Regions from separate parts of the Sus scrofa genome. Here region 1 is linked to region 2. The links are chromatin contacts, called in public Hi-C maps. All regions are on one chromosome and are shown on one strand. The core of a region is the stretch at or near the end of the contact, and the rest is flanking DNA. Distances in the headings are between cores, read along the strand shown.

Region 1 (3,552 bases), core at 601-3,100, 310 kb before region 2:
TGTGAGCCTTGAGCCAGTCCAGTCATGCTGGAGATAATTTACTCAGGATCCAGAGGTGAATCCAAATGTCACCTCCATAAAGGAAGGCTGGTCAGCTGGATCAGGTGCTGATGAGGGTCAAGGAGGGTCAAGCCAAGAAAAGAGCATAATTGGCTTCTGCAAAGCGGTGCTCTCGGGGGACCTCTGGGAGAAGGTCCCCAATTCATAGTGGCAATGGGAGTCCCAGCACAAGGACTGAAGGCAGGTGAGGAGGAATGGAGCCTCCAAATGGAGAAGGCTCCTCTGGGCAGTTTGTTAGTGATGTCAAAGAGAAAAACCTGACCTGGAAAGCAAAGGGGATTGCTTTTTAAATGCAGGCTCTAGAAGTATGTGAACAGCCCAGAGGAAGGAGGGGGTTGCATAACCAAAGCTGACTTGGGATGCTTGTGCACCTTGAGGGGGAGGTAGAGGCCTTAAGGCATCCCCAAGGTGGGCTTGGTCTCGGTTACTGTGGTACCCAGGGCCAGTACAGACATACCTATTGAGATCCAGGGTGGGAGTGGGCGAACTCTGGAGAGGCCAGGCCCTGTGTTTCGCACTGGTCACTTCATTGAACTCTAGTGCCCCCTAGGGGAAGGGTGTATTAGCCACAGGCACAACACATATCCCTTCTGAGCATGAAACTCAAGCTTGAAGAGGTGAAATAACTCACATAAATTTCACAGTGGGTGAGTGACACGACTAGTGTTTGATTCAGGTCTGTCCCCAAGGACATACTGGAAAAGATTCCTGGGCCCTCTCCTGTCTGGCTTTGGGGTTGGTGCCTGAGGCTCTGACCAGTGGGCCCTCCCTCTCAGCTCCTCTCCAAACATCTGTCACTGACTGAGAAACTGGGCAAAATCTAAGCCAAGGAAACAGGCTTTTCTTTAAAACTTTCAAAACCCCTTTCCAGGGTTCTATGAGGACTCCTATAAGCCTCAGGCACTTTTGTCTTTGTGGGCAATAAAACAATAATAAACATTATAAAACAATAATAATAAACATTTTAAAATTTATAAAATAATAACACATAATAAACAATATAAAGCAATAATAAGCATTATAAAACAATAATAAACATTGTATTTTATGATTGTAGGAATTAACACACACACACATATATACATAGTTTGTTTGTTTGTTTGTTTGCCTTTTTGCCTTTCCTAGGGCCACTCCTGTGGCACACAGAGGTTCCCAGGCTAGGGGTCTAATCGGAGCTATAGCCACCGGCCTATGTCAGAGCCACAGTAATGCCAGATCCGAGCCGCGTCTTCTACCTACACCACAGCTTGCAGTAACGTGGGATCCTTAACCTACTGATCAAGGCCAGGGGTCGAACCCACAACCTCATGGTTCCTAGTCGGATTCGTTAACCACTGAGCCACGATGGAAACTCCTTAACATCAATATATTAATACTACATAGTAAAAATTTTTTTGGAACTAAATGTCTTTTTCTTATTTAAAAAAAAACATTTTCAATAATCACCAAAAGTATTACATGCTATAGCCTACTGAGCCCAGCGGATATGAGTCATTCTGTTTCTTTCTGTCCTCCAGCCTGACCTGTTCCAACAGCAATAAGAAGGGCAGTAGAGTCAGATAGCCATGGTATCTGACCCTGTCTTAACTGGCCACAAGCCTCAGTTTGCTCATCTATAAAATAAGTGAAAGTAATGTCACGTTTATTATGTGCAGTGAGAGTGGAGAAGGTGAGCAGTTACTGTATGTAAGAAAACCTCCCAGAATACTGCCAGGCACAGAGTAGGTGTGCAACAAAAGTTAGTTCTCAGTCTTTCCCTTCTTGGAGCACCCTCCTCCACGGGGACCAGGGCGTTGGGGCAGCAGCCTCCTCCGTGGTGAGACAGAGCCCGCAGTGTCCCCATACCCTATGGTTTTTCTCGCCAGACCCTGGGAATCTAGCGTCGCAAAATAAACACGGCCCCGCCGCCGCTAATCGCCAGCTCGGAAACAAAACAGCGCTGCGCTCGGGGATCTGGGCAAAATCAGCCCTCCCTCCTCCTCCTTCACCGCCGCCCTCCCTTCCTCGCGCTGCTCCGCTTGCTCAGCTCTGCTCAGCGCAGCGCAGCTCAGCAGCTGCCAAGCCGAGGCGGGCACCGTCTCCCAGTTGCCAGCGCCGGCTCTGAGCTCCGCTTCCCGCCCGGGCTCCGGCAAGGTCTCGCTTCTGCGGGGACCCCTTCGGGCGGGAGTCGCGTGGCGAAAGCCGGCGGCCGCGGCACAAAGTTGGGGGCCCGCGAGGATGAGGCTGTCCCCGGCGTCCGTGAAGCTGAGCGGGAGTCCAGCGCTGCTGGCCCTGGCGCTGCCCCTGGCCGCGGCGCTGGCCTTCTCCGACGAGACGCTGGACAAAGTGCCCAAGTCAGAGGGCTACTGCAGCCGCATCCTGCGCGTCCAGGGAACGCGGCGCGAGGGCTACACTGAGTTCAGCCTCCGCGTGGAGGGTGACCCCGACTTCTACAAGCCAGGAACCAGCTACCGTGGTAAGTGACGTTGGGGGCGCGGGACCCGGACCCCGGAGGGCGCCGACTGCTCAGTGCTGGAGGAGCGTGCATGGTTCCCGGTGCACGGTGTGGGCGCAGCCCGGCAAGGGCCCTTCTGTCCTGGATGCCTTCAGCCCATTTAGCTCCGATCCAGCATCCAGGGCCCTCGCGGGACCCCATAGCTAGAAGAGGTAGCCCCCACCTCCGACGCGTGGTTCCCGGGCGTGGGCTGTAGAAGAACCACGGTCTGGCTGGGAGGGAACCTGGCTTCTCCCCCATACCTTCCCGCCGGCTCCAGGAGAGCAGTGGAGGCTCGCCTTTCTCCAGATTTGTATCTGGAGTTGAGGGGACCCTAGCTTCGCTCAGCTGGGTTCCAGGCAAGGTGGTGACTCCGGCTTTTCCCACTCACATCCCTTAAGGAGAGGAAACCAGCCTCTGGCTGCCCGACCACCAGTGGGACGGGCAGTCCAGTTTTCCCGGACAAATCCCTGCAGGAGAAGGGACTTGGTTTTTTCCCTTAACTGGTCCCAGAGCACAGGGAGGAGAAAAGAGCCTGAAGCTTTTCGGAGGAGTCCCTGGAAAGAACTCCGAATTATTCTCTGACGATCCCAGGCGAGAGAGAAGCCCCTGCATTTCAAGGACAGGCTCTCGGTGGACAGGGAGCCCTGGGTAGTTTCAGAGAGGGAAGAGGAACCTGATGAAGAAGGAAAGGGAAGCCTGAATTCCCAAGGCCTGCTCCCCGGAGGCCCCGGGGTGGGGGTGGGGGCTTGGCTTGGCTTGGTTCCCCTCAACCTCAAGGCTCTTGTCCCAGGGATGTTGCTATGCTCCTCAGCTGAGAGCTGGTTTTGGGGAGCGCAGAGAGGGGATGGCCAAGCCAGTAAGTGCCTCTGGGCAGAAGGGGCAGCTCAACCACCGGCACAGACCTGAAGACTCCTGACCATCCCCACGGCCCACTGCCTCTCTCTTCAGCCAGGTCATCTCCCCAGACATCTCTTCCGCGTGCAGCAGCCACCGTTCTCCAGTCGAGAGCCAGGACA
Region 2 (3,523 bases), core at 396-2,895:
TGTGGGCTCCAGGCTTCACTTTGGCCTTTTTGTCCAAGAGGGTCTGGTCCAGTGTGTAAGGCTGGACAGCAGAGGCCTCAGAGTCAGGTCATAGCCGCCAGGTAGCCTGGAGCAGTGTGTGCCTAGACACAAAAAGTGTGACATTCCCTCCAGGCTGGACATGCTGTGGAACTCTGTCCATCCCAGGCAGGGTGCCGGTCAGAGTCTGGCTCGCATGGAGAAGGGTCTGAGCTGGAAACCTTCGGAGTGGCTCAGTGGGCCATCGATGTCCAGATGCACCATGCACCCTGGATGCAGCCCCACCACCGGGATCCAGGGGTCCCCCATCCTGGGGCAAGATGGCTCCACACCTGGGCAGGGAAAAGTGTTAGCAGCAGGTAAAGGCAGGGGCTTGGACAACGTCACCATGTCAGAGCCCCCTTGTTCCTTGATCCCTGCTCTTCTCACTAAATACCTGTGGTCTTTTTTTTCCAGAGCGATGAGGTCCTCACCGTCATCAAGGCCAAAGCTCAGTGGCCAGCCTGGCAGCCTCTCAACGTGTAAGTAGCAAACAGGGCCCTGCCCAGCCCCTGTCGTCACCTTGAACTTGGAGCCACCCACCCACTGGCCACCACGTGCTAGTTATATTGTAAAAGTCAGCACTGCCTCTCAGGTGGCTGAGCAGGTGAGGGGCTCTGCCCATGCATGGAGTACCACAAGGGCCCCTACCTCTTCAGGAAATGCAGGCTTGGTCTCAGTGTCCGCATGGCTTTAACTCCTCAGAGGTCCCCACTCAGACATTGCAGGTATTAAGAACATGGAAGGGAGTGGGATGGACTGGGATTCGGGGGTTAGTCGATGCAAACTGTTACGTTTCGAATGGATAAGCAATGAGGTCCTATTGTACAGCACAGGGGACTATATCTAATCACTTGTAATTGAGACATGATAGAAGATAATATGAGAAAAAGAATGTGTATATATATATGTACATGTATATGTATGACTGGGTCACCTTACTGTACAGCAGAAATTGACAGAACACTGTAAATCAACTATAATAAAAAAAATTTTTAGGAGTTCCTCTGTGGCTTAGCAGTAACGAACCCGACTAGTATCCATGAGAATGTAGGTTCCTGGCCTTGCTCAGTGGGTTAAGGATCCACAGGCTGCGCCATAGGTCACAGACATAGCTTGAATCCCGAGTTGCTATGTCTGTGGCACAGGCTGGCAGCTGCAGCTCCGATTCAACCCCTAGCCTGGGAACTTCCATATGCCCTAAGTGCGGCCCTAAAAAACAAAAACAAACAAACAAACCTGTTAAACTATAAAGCTCTGAAAGTCAGGGGGAGAATATAAAATATAAAATCAAGTGTCACCAAAGAGTGAGAGACTACCACCAAGGACGTGGATGGGAGAGAACTTAAGAATGAGAGAGTCAAGGGCTCCTGAGGAGCTCCCACGTTTAATGCAGAGGAGGACTTGGCTTCAAAGGAAGCAAAAAAAGAGCAGCAAGGAGATTGGGGAAGGAAGCTGGGTGTCAGGGAAGCCTAGGGAAAAAAGCGTTCAAGAAGGGGAGAGTGGTCAGCTGTGTGTAGGGCAGCTGAGCGATCAAGGGAGGTTAGAGCTGCAAAATGCCTGTTGGAATTTATCAGCATGAAGATCATCAGTGACTTTATTGGGAATCCTTTCTGCTGAGTAATGAGAGAAGGGTAAACAGCCTGGAACAGGGTGAAATGTGAACAGAAAGCGAGGTTATGGAGTCAGTGAGTACAGACAACTCTTCTGTGAAGTTCACTGTGAAAGGAGAGAGAGGCTGGGCAGTAGCTCCAAGGGCATGAGAGAATCAATGGAGCTCTTTCTTTCTTTCTTTTTTAAGATGGAAGAGACTTTCTGAAAACTTTTCAAAAATATTTGGGGACACCTTCCCACCTTTCACCTATCCCTCAGACTTCCTGAGACCTCAGTGAAACAGAATTCATTGATGGCCAACAGTCAGACTTCCCAAACAGCCAAAGCATCTCACTCAGGGCCACCAGCTTGTTAAGGGAAAGGAATTTTCCTTTGGTTTTCCCATACCCCAGTCTCCTCTTTCCTCTTCCAAATCTCATTAGGAAGTCAAATTAGGAAGCCTACATGCAGCCAAGTTTTGTTTTGCAGAAACAGCCCTGCCCCTCCTCATGGAGCCTGCTCGATTGAGGTTAATGGGATTCCAGCCTCCCTCAGGCCAGTAGAAAGCCAGGGTGACCTACTTTGTGAGGTCCTGCCCATCGAAACTGACTTGTTTTTCAATGATCTTCGTCTTTATCCCCACGACCACGTCTCAAAGGGCAGCCATGAATGAATAAATTAGCAGCTAACTTGTCTTAGCTCCATAAATCAAGCTGTGGGCTCCGACAGCCCAGAGCACAGGTAGAGACAGGAAAGACAAATTCTGAACAAACCCACATCCTTCTTGAGTCCCTCCAGCGCTTGAGTAGAAAATGCCCAGGTTTCCTGCACATCAATGCTGCGTTTCCACCAGCCAGTTCCTCGGGTTTAGTCTGAATGCTACGAACTTTTAAAAATAGTTTTTATCCCCTTTCTTATAATGAATCCTCTAAAGGCTGGCGTCCTCTTAATTAGCCCCAGCCATTCTGTTTAATTAACATTTGATTAGACAATGATCCCTGTTTTAAGACAGATGAGGGACAGGTAAAATAGAGCCTTGGTCACCCTTTCCAGAAACCATGCCTCTGGAGGTCTGAGCCCTATAATGATCCTTAGATTTGGTTCCAGGCAAGCCTGAGGCATCATCATCTCAAATAAAGACGAATTTTCCAGGGCTCTCCCTGCCTCCTGTAGCCCCTGCCCAGGTCCATCAATGCCCTCGGGATTGTAAAGGAAGATTGGCTTTGGACTATAGAAGCAGGCAGTAGATCTAATGGGCCACATGGACCCGGAAACCTAGATGCCTCCAGGTTATAAACAGTTTTCCAAGGCAGAACCCTCACTGAAACCTTCCTCCACCCACACAGAACTTCAGCCTAGTGAATGGCTCCAGCGCCCCCTAGTGTCAAGATTGAATTTCTGCAACTTCAAAAGCTAGTGGGGATTATCTGAGATGGTGCACAGGGGCGAGAACTTAACATATGGGGGACCTGAGACCCCAGTGAAATTAAATTAGATCAGTGAAGATATGGATCTATAATTTAGAACGAGATAGTAAGTCTCTATAAGGAACGTAAAAGTCCTTGATTGCCTCTTTGACAGTGTTTTTGAAAGTTCTGTTTAGTAAAGCTGAATGAGAAGGAAATCAACATTTACCAAGTCCTATAATGTGACGTCATGAGGATAAGCAATTTCCTCACAGAAAGCCCGGAAGTGGGTCTGAAGATGCTCCCATTTGGCAGATGAGCAACTGCAAAGGGAGATGAGGTCAAAGCCACTGTCACAGCTAATCCGTGGCTGAACCAAGGTTCAGATCCAGCTGTCTCTTCCAGCCCCCTTTGTTCTTCCCCACACCACACTGACTCTCTGAGTGTAAAAGGCAAAACATCTCTCC

What was found. Hi-C and Micro-C count contacts between places; a contact is called where the count stands out from the background.
Region 1: a Hi-C map of omental adipose tissue shows a contact between it and region 2, with 2.1 times the contacts expected there. The contact joins the promoter of SPON1 here to the enhancer-like site in region 2. A contact is called at or near these places in 5 of 5 promoter capture datasets (fetal liver, fetal skeletal muscle, liver and 1 more), 26 of 47 Hi-C or Micro-C datasets (adipocytes, adipose tissue, alveolar macrophages and 16 more) and 1 of 2 datasets of contacts at active chromatin or transcription factors (skeletal muscle).

The regions. Positions count from the first base shown.
Region 1 is chr2:45,297,975-45,301,526 of Sscrofa11.1, reverse strand. It overlaps SPON1 (spondin-1), which reads left to right and starts at 1,850. Exons shown (of 16, transcript XM_003122966.6): 1 at 1,850-2,515. The coding sequence starts at 2,278.
Region 2 is chr2:44,989,358-44,992,880 of Sscrofa11.1, reverse strand. SPON1 (spondin-1) reads left to right here. Exons shown (of 16, transcript XM_003122966.6): 7 at 475-539. Among named protein-coding and RNA genes, the nearest start is that of RRAS2, 100 kb to the right of the region's middle. Within about 2 kb of position 1,645, at least 8 of the 83 cell types and tissues checked have an H3K27ac peak or open chromatin away from gene starts, as enhancers often do. A contact at or near this core is called in omental adipose tissue, where this site is marked.